Linked DNA regions of Oryza sativa: region 2 is linked to region 1. Evidence: chromatin contacts called from public HiCAR-type data. All regions are on one chromosome and are shown on one strand. The core of a region is the stretch at or near the end of the contact, and the rest is flanking DNA. Distances in the headings are between cores, read along the strand shown. Region 1 holds the start of LOC4352497. Region 2 holds the start of LOC4352516 (cytochrome c oxidase subunit 5C-like).

Region 1 (6,827 bases), core at 1,097-3,596:
AATGGTGTGGCGTTTTACTCGAATGCAATCTGCGACTGCAGCACCTCTAATCCTAATGATGTGAGCACACATGATTATCCAGGTACTTACTGATTCCACAATTTTCCTTTGGTAGGGTTTTGCTTGGATATGTGAATTTCCTTTCAACTTTGAGCTAAACATTAAGAAATACCCAAACGAGTCCCTCTACCCCTTTAGCTCTTATCTTTTCCTTCGTGCATGCATTCTGCATCAATCATTTTGATACGATGACATCTAAAACTCCAAATTTTTGCAGATCAAGCACCAACGCCATTTCCTGATTGGCAACAAGATCTCCAAAGGCTGATGAGCTCTTCTGATACAATCGACGTTAGTGAAACCCACAGCAATTCAGCTCTGTTTATTTTTATTTTCATTACTGTCAGGATGCTGTGTACAGCTCAGTGCTTGCAGTAATTTTTACATAGTATGGTTCATGACTCGGCATTCATTTTGCAGTGGCCGAGCTTTGAGAGGATTGTATTGGGTGGCACCTCAGAGGAATCGAGTTCTGCTCAACACCAAGTTCATCAACTCCATGAAAGCATGCCTCCTGCTACATCGCCATGGGTGGCGGCGCCGCAATCGCGTGCTCAACACGGGGAGGAGCCTAGCAGGTTACCATTTCCAGGATCAGACCACAATAACAACTGTTAGTAACAAATTGACAGTGCAGTTCTTCTATGCCAAAAAAAGAAAAAAAAAAGGCAATGCAGTTATCAGGTTGCTGCACAGCTATGTACTCAGTTGTCTCGTCAGTGTAGTGTACAGATTTGCAGTGTGCAATTCTGATTTAGGTTGTGGCTATCTTATTCATCTGCAGATCATTAGTGATCTACGGTGTGTTTGTAATGTGTAACTGTAAGTCTGTAACAATGCAGGTGGTATGTCTGCTGGCCAAAAGAAAGAAAAAGAAATGATCTGTGATGTATTTATTTCTTTTCCCTGATTAGGGAGCTCATTTGTATATGGAAACATGGTCTAGATTCTTTACATTTATTGGATCTTCACGCTACAATGCAACATCAAGGGTCCATGTATTCTGGGTTATAATACTTTAATTAGACCCTTGTCTTTTGATCTTGTTATAAGATTTATGGAGGCAAAAAAAATGTATTAAACAGCAAGATATATATATATATATATATGTATATATATATATATATATATATGTATATATGTATATATATATGTATATGTATATATATATATATATATATGTATATATATATATATATATATATATATATATATATATATATATGTATATATATATATATATATATATATGTATATATATATATATATATATATATGTATATATATATATATATATATATATATATATATATATATGATTTTGAACTCTTTAATGCCAAATTAAACTTCAGTTTTTGGTCGAGATTTTACTTTTTGAGAAGTGTTTTGTAAATATTTGCTTTCTTCTTAATGAAATGAGATGTGGTTCTCCTGTGCTTTTCAGATAAAAAAAATTTAACTTTAGAATTTTTTTTGAGCACCTACCACTGAAATCACAAAGCCGTTAAAACCTAGAAAATTTGCTCCCATAGGGAGTCAAACCCAGGACCTCAGGTGCTACTAAGGCTCTTGTAACCACTAGGCTACAGGCCCTTTCGCTGAACTTCAGATTTTAACATGGGTTGATTGATGGTTACCTGTGAGCATTTTACGAACAATTACAAACTCCGGCTACTTGAAATCTTGAGAAACCGTAGACCGGGGGAATGCAGGATTGGGAGCAATTAGATGAGGATTAGAGAGAAGATCACACAAGAGCAGGGGAATCAATCGACCGCCGAGCTCGATTTTTAATTAGAACAGTGTATATTTCAAAGGATAATTTTTAAAAAACAATTAATTTATGGTTTATCATATTAGTAGAAGAGGAAAAAGAATAAAATAAATATATGATGCTAATACAAGGCATACAAGTAACATATTTGATCTACTAATTTATTAAATAGCAACAAAAAAATTATATATTACTAGGCTTGTTAGAAGCTCGAGCTCGGCTCGACAAAGCTCGCGAGCTTTGGGACAGGCTCGGGCTCGGCTCGTTTGGAGCTTGAGCCGAGCTCGAATCGAGCCTAGAACGAGTCGAGCTTAAGCAGCTTGTGAGTCTCGAGCTTTTTTTATAGCCCTAAATGGAAGAGCGCGGAGGACGGCAAGAGGAGAAGATAGGGAAGCAGGGGTCGATTTGCAAAATTTCTTATCGCCTAGTACCAAACAGCAGCGACCCAACCAGGGCCCATTTGCTAAATTCGTGATCGCTTATTAGTGGGCCCATCATCCACTCCGGCCCACGACGACCAACACCAAACAAACCCTAGCTCACCGGCGTCGGCGGCGGCGGAAGGCGGTCGCCGGCACGCCACAGCAAAGGCAAACCCGCAGCAGCACGAACAAACAGGCGAGCGATGGGAGGAGGCGAGGCCACCAGCGGAGGAGGAGGAGGGTTCCGCGCGCGGGTGGAGCACTACCTGTACAGCGGCGAGAAGAAGCACGTCGTCGCCGGCATCGCCATCTTCGCCGCCATCTTCGGCGTCCCCTGGTACCTCATGACCCGAGGTATTCCGCATGATCGCTTTCTCTCTTCCTCCCCTCATCATGAACTGATTTGACCCCCCAAGCCGTTCAGAGAACCAGTTCATGTTGCTGATGATGAACTCAGTAGTGTGGAACTACGATGTTACTAGGTTCTAGGAGCGAAGGGATTTTTCGCACAAGAGTTTATTGTACAATACTGTGGTGATAATGGCATCTGGTATGTTTTTTGAGACCCGTGAAATGAAACGGGTTTGAAATTTGGGATTGCTTGGGGGCGTATATGAATTGCTATGAAGATTTAGGAGTTTCCCTTGCGTGCCGAATTTTGGGAAAATGCAGGCATTGTAAGCGTAATAACTTGGTAATCTCACCAAATCAGGCTGGTACTGCAACTTGTGACAGGCTATTTTGCTTCAGTACCAGCGCTACTAGACTAAGCATTTGTTATTTCGTTGTTTTGAGATCTTCCTCTCTCTTGTTGTCACAATGTTCTCAGATTGTCACCGTCAGTACGAAGAGATTCGTACTACTAGAAAATATCCCATCCAATCCTAGATTCTTATATTTTTGGGACGGAGGGAGTATTAATGATAATGATCCCTTGCACAATACCCTTGGAGCTATCCAGCTAGTTCCATGTACATTGTGCACATGACACTGTCACTGCCATCACCATTGCTTATCATCTCGCAGTTTCATGCCCTCTCTTTCTTTTACTGTTAAGTTTTGATGATCAATCAGCAATTTGAGGTGTCCGTGTTCATTTTGAAGTTTTTATAACTGATATAAGGACAGCTACTTGATCTTGCCTTTTTTTTTTGAGTGGTGTGATGGTACTAAACTCTTAGCTATTCGTAATACGCATCTCTACATTTTCAGGGTGACCAAAGTGTTTAACATAAAATTAGATATGAGTTAGATCTGTGCTTTTAGGCTGGGCAGGCATGTTTTGGTTTCTGGTTGAGAATGAATGTTGATTTTTGTTGACTGTAACCCACAAATGATGAAATTTTTAGAATACTCTTTTTGATACATGAATACCAACTGATTATGCAATTTGTTCCATCTACTGCAGGGGCAAAGCATCAGTCGCACCAAGATTACATGGAAAGAGCTAACAAGGCGAGGTCGGAGAGGCTTTCTTCTGGACAGGCATCTTCGCCAAAAGAGTGAAACAGTAATCCCCTAACTCAGATTTGCAAAACCTCAGGCCGACACAGCTATGATAATCTGAGAATTCGATCCTGTTGTGAAATAAGCAGACCATCTCGATTCTCATCTTTCAGTTGTAGGAAACATGGGTTGAATGTAATACGTCACATGAAATTTTGTCAAATGCAGCTAGCTCTCTTTACATTCCGCACTATTCTACAAGGAGATGATTGACAAAGACAAACACCTGATTTATTTGTCTCAAATGACGATTCTAGAGCCAATTACCTTGACTTGAGATATTCATGCGTCTGTTTTTGTGGATGGCTATATCTTCTGTGTGTTTGTGACATGAGATTGTTGTACTGCGGAGATGCAATTTTGTCACAAGGTGAGATGAATTTATCCGTTGCAGGGAAGGCATACAACTTCCGTTGCAGTGAGCTGGTTGATTCAAGCTCAATCTGGATGCATGGTGCTTTGTCTACAACCCAATGTAGGCCGTGTGGCATGCCTGTTTATTCAGTGTCTAAAATTGCAAAGTTTTCTTCCCGTCGCCCAAAAGATTTAATTTTTTTCTACTTGCCCCTATCTCTGAACTGTGCTGTTTATAGTTTTTGCAGATGACTGAATACTAACCATTACCAATTTAATTAGCGTTGCTATGGATAGGACAACTGCCTCCAACTCCATGGAGTTGTGTTGATATGCAATCTTCCCCATCAATTGAAATGTGGTGGATTTAAACAAAAAAGAAAGAAAGAAACAAATGCACATCCATCTGAAAAACCCAGAAGGAAAATATTGTCATCTACAGAATTGCAGTCTGAAGATTTGCTGTTCTTTCTCTGCTGGAAAAGAAGCAGTGACAACAAGAAGCTGACACAAGCGTGCCTATGGTTAGGGAGATCCAAATTAGAGAAGAATGATTCTGAACTCTTCCCATGTCGGCATTAAACTACAATTCGACGGGGTTGATTAATCATCACTACAGAATCAAGTCGTGGCTTACTGGCATATCAAGAGGGGAAAAGGTGAATGGTTTGATACTTCGATGAAAACCACGCGGATTCCCCAGAAATAGTCCTCGTTACTCGTCAGGTGCACACGCTTACAGCACCAGTACTTCTGACATTGTGATTAGTTTCCATAGTCCCATGTCCTTGTTTTGATTTCTTTTTAAGGTAATGTGTTCTTGTTTTTCTATGGCAAACATGATAGGGGCATTCAAAACACCCTATGGTTTTCGAGCTTTCGACTTTTGATGCAACATAAGTAGGGTGTAGCTAAAATTAGTAAAGACTCATCTAACTAGATATTATCCCCGTTCAAAAATAAGTTTATTTTTCACCCATTCCACACATACCAATTTAAAAAAAAGAGAGAAGAATATCTCCACTTCATCAAATCATAATGCAATTGTCCTATATTTTTTCTACTTCCAATGCACATGTCTTCTACTTTCATAAACACCAATGTAATAATTGCTAAAAGATAAATTTATTTTAGGACAAATAAGAAAGGGTAAAAATGATCTTATTTTGGAAGGGTAGGAATAGATATCAGGGGAACTGATAAACCAATTAAGATATATTAATTAGATTTCTGAAAAAAAAACAGAAATCAAGCTAAGAGCATATTAGAGTGTAGTAGCAACTCGTTGTCAACCTTTTGCATGCTTTTCTGATGATTAAATAAACTATCATCAAGTAGCATATTAGATTGGACAAGGTCGCCCAAAAGATTCGATTTCCCCCTTTGTCCATATCTCTGAACATTCCTGTTCATCGTTCCATAGCTTTGTGTTTGTGTACATCCATCTAAAGAAACCTGCGTCCTCAAACATACTCTCTCCGTCCAAAAAAAAAAGACAAACCTTAGTTTCCGTGCCCAACATTTGACCGTCCGTCTTATTTAAAAAAATTATGAAAAAAAAAGACAAGTCACGCATAAAATGTTAATCATGTTTTATTATCTAACAATAATGAAAATACGAATTATAAAAAAATTTCATATAAGATGGACAGTCAAAGTTGGACACGGAAATACAGGGTTTGACTTTTTTTTTTCGACGGAGGGAGTATATGCTTGTAAGAAAATTTTGTCATCTAGTATGGAATTGCAGCCTGAGCATTTGCCACTGCAGAATTGGATGAGATAGCATCATGTTGTAGAGGATCTTAGTATTAAACTATAATTTGACAGGATTGATTAATGACCATTGCAGAGTCAAGTCGTCGAAGTGGATGTCTTACTGGCTTATCAAGAGGGGGAGAGGGGAATGACTTGATGAAAACCACGCGGCTTCCCCAGGAATAATCGTAGTATAGTACTACTACTCTACACGCCAGTAGTGCGTGTGACAGTGTGATTAGTTTCAATGATCTTGTCTTGATGTGACAAATAATGATGGTGACAATTGTTGTGACAATTGTAGCTTGATTTGTGGTTGGTGCATGTTGCCTACTGCTATCTTCCCTGAAAATAGCAAACATTCCTACTTTCTATGACAGCATCACGGTGGTGACTTGTCAAAAGTAACCACCTATGGTTTGTATCCTTGATGCAATTTAATGCAAAATAAAAAGGTTCGATGCAGCTGAATTTCGGATATACTGTACTACCTCCATCTCAAAATATAATAACCTAATATGAAATGGGATTTATCTCGATCCTTTGTCCAAATACACAGTATAAGGATGAGTCTCATTTAATATTAGCTTGCTCCTCCCTCCATCCTATATTAAGTTAATCTGGTACAGGACTGATATAATACTACTACGAATTTAGATAGTGTTAAAAAGATTTAAAGTATTAGGATATATCATATCATATATTAGATTAACTTAATATAAGATGGAGGAAATATATTTTTAGGATATAGATAGTTACCAAATAGATTCCACGTGTAGTTATCAATGAAGCTATGCAAAACTGGCTAGCTAGACTAATCAAGAAATCAAAACCAAGACATGTTGAAATAGTGTGGACGACAGTGGCAGACTGGCGGCAACTCGTGATTAACTGTTCGCATGCATGCAGAACTGAAGATGATTACTTGATTAGTTCCTGTTGAGAAAGATAAG
Region 2 (6,759 bases), core at 2,536-5,035, 330 kb after region 1:
TTGTCTGTGTCCATGTGGTGTTTTGTAAGGGTTAATTATGTTGTTTGTGTTATGTAATGTTATAAACTATGTCATTATATCAATTCCTCTTGTGATCATCAATGTAAAATTGCGTTGGAAATTCATCTGGTCTGACGGTATGTGTTGTTCATGGCTCATGGAGTTGTTGGCTGAAGAATCTGCCAGATTTGCAGCTTCACATGGGCTCCTGCCAAAACAAAAAAAGTACAGTGACTTCATATCAAATCATAAAACAAGGTGAACAAATTTAATTTGTTTTTGGTTAGATGAACAATCAGATTGGATAAAGCAGGGGCTGATCTTCAGTTTCAAAGATCTTCCTGGATTCTGTCTGAAATCTTGATGATAACACTTCTAGTATGTTGCTATGATTTCTTGCTTGGCATCTAAGCAAAAACAGATTAAACCAACTAGGTCGAAAAATATTCTGTTTTTTCACGGCATAAAGGAGGTATAGCCACAAAGGGCATCAGCATACACTGCCTGCTCACTTTAGCTATTCCCAGTAATAAACAAGCAATAATTGTTAATGTCTGCTATGTAAGCAAGCAAAATGAAAATGACATCAATCAGGGAAGAAACCAAATCCATGATGCATGCAAAAGCGATGGTGAAAAGCACATGAAAACCTTAAAAACTCATCTTTGGCCAAACCATTGACATCACCAAATAAAACAGAACCGGTTTATAGGTCAGGAGCGATGGTGTGCCTGTTCCACTCACAATGACACAATAAATTTTCAAATGACTCATTAGGTATCCAATTTCCACCATCGCATCCACACTGAAAAGGATGGGCATAATCACAATCTCAAATGGTGACAGGAAAATAAGCAAAAGAAACTAAATCAGATTAATGTCAGGGGGAAGCCATCCAATCCCTTAAGCTGTTACTGGCATATATTAAAGACAGATTTTAAGATAATACAAGAAAAGAAGCAAATTCAACGAGATCAAATGTTCTCAAATTGCTATGCTTATTTTTCATGACAATCTCCACGGCACTAGCTTTGTCATGCTCTCCAGAGAGTTTCAGAAATAACTTGCAAAAAACAAAGGCAAAAGACTTTCAACACAAAAGACTACTCCTCGACGACAACACTGATCTGGCCCTTCTCGAGCATGTCGTAGAAGGATCTAGTCTTCCTCTGCTCGTTCCAGTGATGCATCTTCCACAGACCACCAGCGACCAGCCCAAGGGTGAGCCCAATGCAGATCTCCTTCACCACGCTCGGCCCCTTGAGGGTCGCATGTGCAATTCTGCCACCTGCCATTTGCTTGCTGTTGAGCTCAGATGCCTACAGAAAATGATAAGATTCTGTGAGCTGATTTCATAGCAGCAACAGGCCGAGAGAATATCATTAGGGCAGCAAGATACTTTTAATAAATGCAAAATGTCCATACAAACAATTAGTTCACCATTCCATGACTCTTTTTATATAAAAAGCCCCTCCAAAGGTGACCGGAGTGAATTTCACAGAAGTGACATAAAAGTTCAGATTGAAACTGGAAGAAAACTTAAATAAAACCATTGAAATAGTAGTGAAGCTATGTTAAATCCAACATATATTTAGACATGGTAAAGAAAGAGGCTCTGGTTCCTCAATGCTCAGAAACCTGTCTCAAGAACAATAATCACCGAAAGAATCATGTTCTCAAGTTCATCTCCTAATATCAACAAATTCCACCACAAATGCTTTTATGGGATATCTTAGCATTTCGAATAAAAAAATGGCACAACAAACACTTCTAGCCTTATGGTTAATCATTGCTTCTCTATGCAAAAACGAATGTATACAGTATACCCTTCACCTAACCTGCCAATCATCCAAAGAGTGAAAGACACAGCCACAAACGATGCAAAGCAAATTTGTTAGGAGGAATGTCCATATCACTTAACATCAAACAAACAGGATCACAGGTTCTCACCAAGTCACAATCCCAGCATATGCAACAATTACAGTTCAAATTACACATCATTCAAACACGAAGCCTTGAACCAAATTAAACAAATGACAACATCAAACTTGTGCAATGCAACATCATTAGGTATATTAGGTCACTATAATGAGTAGCAGTAAGTCATTTTCTTGCACCTTAATACAAATTTTAGGAGTTAAAGATAAGCTCCAACAAATGCCAACTACAGTGAAAACAGGAAATTCATTGCCAACAAAGCAGACCCAAAGAAAAAAGGATACATGACAAATTCATTACACTGAAGTTTGCATTAGAAAGTTGATAGCTTCATACAACCAAGAAATTTCCTATTTTGGAATAGGGGGACAACAGGAAGCTAACTTCTGTATGCTTATAGTGAAGCTAGGTATAACTGACAGAGATCTACCAAGATGTCTATAGGTTTATGTTGTGCTCAATAGGAGAGATTGATACCACCACCGTGGCAAGAGCTTTGCTAAAGTGCTTTGTTAAGTTAAATGTCCCATGAAAGGTTAAACAGCAGAAAAGCTATTTACAATTCTAACACCTCATAGAACACAATCAACATATAATTTCACTGCTGATGGCTGTAAATATCAGCAGTTCAGCACAAGTGCAAACAATGTAATCAAAATGATGTTCGACCAATCTTATAAGCTGCACAAACATCAGATGAAAGTAGAATATCCAATCATAATGTGCTTAACTGTTGTGGAAACAACATGGGTTTTTGAACAATTTTGAGAAGTTTGAAACTATTAAGAAAGCACTGTCGTGCCAAAGCCTGTGATGCACATGCCGAGAACAGATATAAATTTACAAAGTAACACTACAAGGATACGATGATGTAAGTGCTTAGCAAAAGGTAGCACTCGTCATGGATGCTTTCTCAAATACTAGAAGCTAATAACTCGCTAAGACAAAAAAGGCCAAGTTGGCACAAGATACGAATCATGGCAGCCTTACATATGTAACACTATATGATGCACATAATAAAACCCAGGTATGCAACACTACAGAACCAAAGAATAAGAAGCCCCCCTATGAACAATGCACAGAGGGCATGAGCCTATATCCTATGACGCGCGGCACCGAAAGGTGGAGATAGCCATTCCATTGTCTAAAGGCTATCTAGCAAGCCATCATGCATCAGAGCTGTTCCGTTCGTGATGCGGATTCGGGAAGGTCAACATAAGGGACACATCAACCAAAGTCAACGAGCACCACCACTATCACTACTAACATTTCCACACCCAATTATCACAGCGAAAAAATCCCCATTTTCCGCCACCAATTCCCCAATCCGAATCGCGGAGGCGAACAATACAGACCATCTCGTTATCATCACCACTCGCAAGAACACGAACTAATCTCACACAAAAAGCTTCGCGCGTGACCGATTAATCATACTAACAACTCCCAACATCCCAAGAACCAAATCCCTCCACGCAAATCAAATTCGAGGCGTAACCTGCCGCATCCCCCCTCCCTAACGTAAAACCTAAATCCTCCCCGCCTAGAATCCCTCAACATCGCATCACAAAACGGATCACCCACGCGAACCTAAACGTTTGCTCACCAAGAAACCAGATCCAGACGATTCTTGAATAAAAAAAGAAGAAAAAAAGAACACCACCTAGGGTTCGCGCGCTAGGATCGGCCACACGGAACAGGATACAGCCGAGCGATCGGGGGCGGGAGAACGGATCGGCGGGGGTGGAGAGGGAGGAGGGGGATCTGACCTTGCCGCCGGTGGAGGAGGATAGACGCCGCGCCGCCGCCGCGAGGGAGAGGAGGAGGAAGCCTTTGGATTTCTGCGTGGAGGAGGGGAGTTTTTGCGGAAAGGCCCTTAAAAGGGCCCGAATTAGCGGGCGGGCCCAGTCCACGCGCCCGCCCCCCGCCACTTGGCCACTGGATCGGCCACCGGCTCATGGCTCGAGCTCAGCGCAGCGGCTCGGCTCGGCTCGGATAAAATAGTTTTAAATAGGTTGATGTGAAGAAAGTAATCAAACAAGGGCATTTGGTCTAGTGGTATGATTCTCGCTTAGGGTGCGAGAGGTCCCGAGTTCAATTCTCGGAATGCCCCAGATTTTATTTTGAATTTTGATATATTTTGCCGTCTGAAACACTATTCCCAATTTTAATATCTTTGCATTCTGCAATTTTATTCCCAATTTTAATATATTTTGCCTTCATTTTGAATTTTGATATATTTTGCCGTCTGAAACATTATTCCCAATTTTAGTATCTTTGCATTCTGAGGCATTATTTCAATTTTTAATATTATTGTTATTCCTTTTTTGCATTACGCAGCATTTACAATTAACTTAGGCTAGCTTTCTTTTTTTCTCCCTCTCTCTTTTGCATTCTGCGGCATTATTTCAAATTTTAAAATTTTTGCATTCTGCAGCATTTACAATCGGGTTATACACAAACGACATGATGGCCGAGTGTGTGCATAAACTGAATGAAGAAGTGAACAAACACAAGGAACTTTGGTACAACAACTTATTCTACATTTCTGCTCCTTCATATGTGTATATGTCTACTATCTGCAATACAGGTATCAGAGGGCAGCAGCAGTACATCTGCTCACAAGCCCTGAAAACAGGTTGACAAATCTATATGTATGTAAATATGCATACATGATACACATGTATATGCACTTATTGGACAGCTGTATCTTTCTATCAACTCAACCAAAAATGTGCATCTCCGCGGCTGATGATCATCCTATCTTATTTCCACCAGTATATAGACGAGAATGCTTTCTTGAGGGAACATTATAGATCAGAGTTGATTGCGAAACCGGGAAATAGGCACGGCCCGAGCGTCCCGTCAATCAAGCGTTGCCATTGACGGCTTTGTAGCATTTCAGGCTGCAGAGAGGGAGATTCAGCTTGGAGTCCCTATACCGGTATGCGTTCGTGCATGATGGTCCGGCACATTTCTCTCGCGGGGGAGGGTAGCTGCGTGATGGATGAACGGTGATAAGAAATGATATGTCATGAGGCACATTTCTGGGGCGATTTCTTTAAGAAAGAGTACAGAGTTTGTGAGGATTACTTGCAAGGCTTGGAGTTGAAGATGCTGGGAAGGCCTACTTCTTCCGGGAATGAAACCACGGTGCCCTTTGGGCCCATGACCCACCTGATGGTGTTTTCAGGAATAGTTTGTGCTCTGGCTGCTCTCTCCTGGAAGGGGGAAGTAAGAGTCTAGTTCAGAAGCTAGTAGCAGAAGATACATTGATAAGGGTACTATTATTGATAAGGGTACTAAAACGCATTAGAGAAAATAAGGGTACAAAAACAGCATGATCGAATGATGCAATAAACCTTATCTTCTCGCTCCTTTTGCTTTCTTTCTTCTTTCTTCTTCTCAGAATCCAGGCCCAAAATTTTCCTTATAGCTTCAGCCTGCAGAGATTAACAATGTTGAGAACACCTTGAAATCGAGGCTTTAATATATGCTTAAAAGGAAGGCAGGCAAACATTTTTCTGACCTCGCTTTCTTTAGTAGCCTTCTCGACTTGCATCTTGCGCCGCTGAGCAGCCTCTGCCTTCTTGGCAAGCATTTCCGCATCAGAAAGCTTATCCTTCTTGCCTGGATTGACAAAAAACGCAAATCAAAACAAATCAGCACAGGACTGAAGGTGAAGGTGTCACTTTTCTAATGGAAAAAAGGGTAGCTAGGATAGGCATATCAGCATATGTACCTCTTGAAGGAGCTGGTGGCAAACCATCAGGGAACTCAATAGCACTGTTGCTGTTTCCATCCATCCATGATTGAAGGGCACGGCGACGTGTTGTCAGAGGCTCGCTTCTTACATTAGCAGGTGATTCAGTGACTGCTTTCTGCTTCCTGTTTTGTGCATCAAGCTCACTGTCAGATGTAGGTTCCTCTTCACTATTATCAGCATCAGTAGATTCCCTAGACCTTTTATTGCCATCCCTTTTTGATCTGGAGGTAACAAAATCATTATCGATCTCGTATGATGTGCTCTTAGTTTTAGCTTTCTTTGCAGCATTCTTCTTAGAGCTACTTCCTGTTTTTTTTGCAGGCTCACGAGTATGGACTTCCACACCTTCAGAAGTTCCAAAATCATCAAGAATATTTGTATCATAGTCCTCATCTAATTCACTGTCCAAGATGGATTTCTTAGCAATCCTCCTACTCTTCCGGACAGGATCTGAAGATGGTTCCCTGTGAACTTTGGCTGGTTGTTCTGGAGTTAGCGCGTCATCAATTGACTTCTCCTTTTTGGTTTTCTTGTCTCGGGAAGATGCCAACCTACTGGAATCTTTTACTCCTTCAGCCTGAAAGTAATTCATCTTTTGTTTCATCAATTATCATTACAGGTCACATACTCACATGTTGAAGAAAATAGAGGGAGGAGATTTGCAAAGAACCCATATGCCCCCTAAATTGGAAAAGATCAAAACAATGACCAATTGACCAGGAGAGGTACACAGCCTAGATTTATGTCATAGCAGCATCGTCTAATTTCCATTATATAAATTTTATTTATCTTGAAATCAAGTAATGAATCAACAAAGTGCAAGTAGATTACAAAACAAACGAAATGGATGACTCGGCGCATACCTGACTAGAATGCTTTTGCCGTTGCTGCGAATCTCCTGGCCGCGGAGGCTTCACAGGCAAAGACCTGGAATGCGACATATCAGGGCTTGGTTTCGCCGGCACGCTACGGCGGATTCCGCCGATCTTGAGCTTCAACTTCCTTGTTTTATCACCGGTCGACGACTCACGATTCCCTGCCGAAACAACCGCACCATG

Evidence for each region. HiCAR-type assays count read pairs that join an accessible place to other places.
Region 2: a contact with region 1 is called in a HiCAR-type map of leaf, with 7 times the contacts expected there. The contact joins the promoter of LOC4352516 here to the promoter of LOC4352497 in region 1. A contact is called at or near these places in 3 of 15 Hi-C or Micro-C datasets (leaf and leaf mesophyll) and 1 of 4 datasets of contacts at active chromatin or transcription factors (leaf).

Annotation. Positions count from the first base shown.
Region 1 is chr12:23,326,924-23,333,750 of ASM3414082v1, forward strand. It overlaps LOC4352497, which reads left to right and starts at 2,347. Exons shown (of 2, transcript XM_015763285.3): 1 at 2,347-2,610; 2 at 3,665-4,043. The coding sequence starts at 2,460. The coding sequence ends at 3,762. It overlaps LOC4352496 (calmodulin-binding protein 60 A), which reads left to right. Exons shown (of 12, transcript XM_015763398.3): 10 at 1-82; 11 at 278-351; 12 at 481-1,016. The coding sequence ends at 678.
Region 2 is chr12:23,657,459-23,664,217 of ASM3414082v1, forward strand. It overlaps LOC4352516 (cytochrome c oxidase subunit 5C-like), which reads right to left and starts at 3,786. Exons shown (of 2, transcript NM_001423571.1): 1 at 3,705-3,786; 2 at 841-1,319. The coding sequence starts at 1,295. The coding sequence ends at 1,104. It overlaps LOC4352518 (serine/arginine repetitive matrix protein 2), which reads right to left. Exons shown (of 7, transcript NM_001423572.1): 2 at 6,565-6,759; 3 at 5,678-6,278; 4 at 5,465-5,565; 5 at 5,298-5,378; 6 at 5,029-5,156; 7 at 4,390-4,931. The coding sequence ends at 4,805. It overlaps TRNAP-AGG (transfer RNA proline (anticodon AGG)), which reads left to right and starts at 3,977; the gene lies at 3,977-4,048. LOC9271102 (ocs element-binding factor 1) reads left to right here. Exons shown (of 1, transcript NM_001423570.1): 1 at 1-125.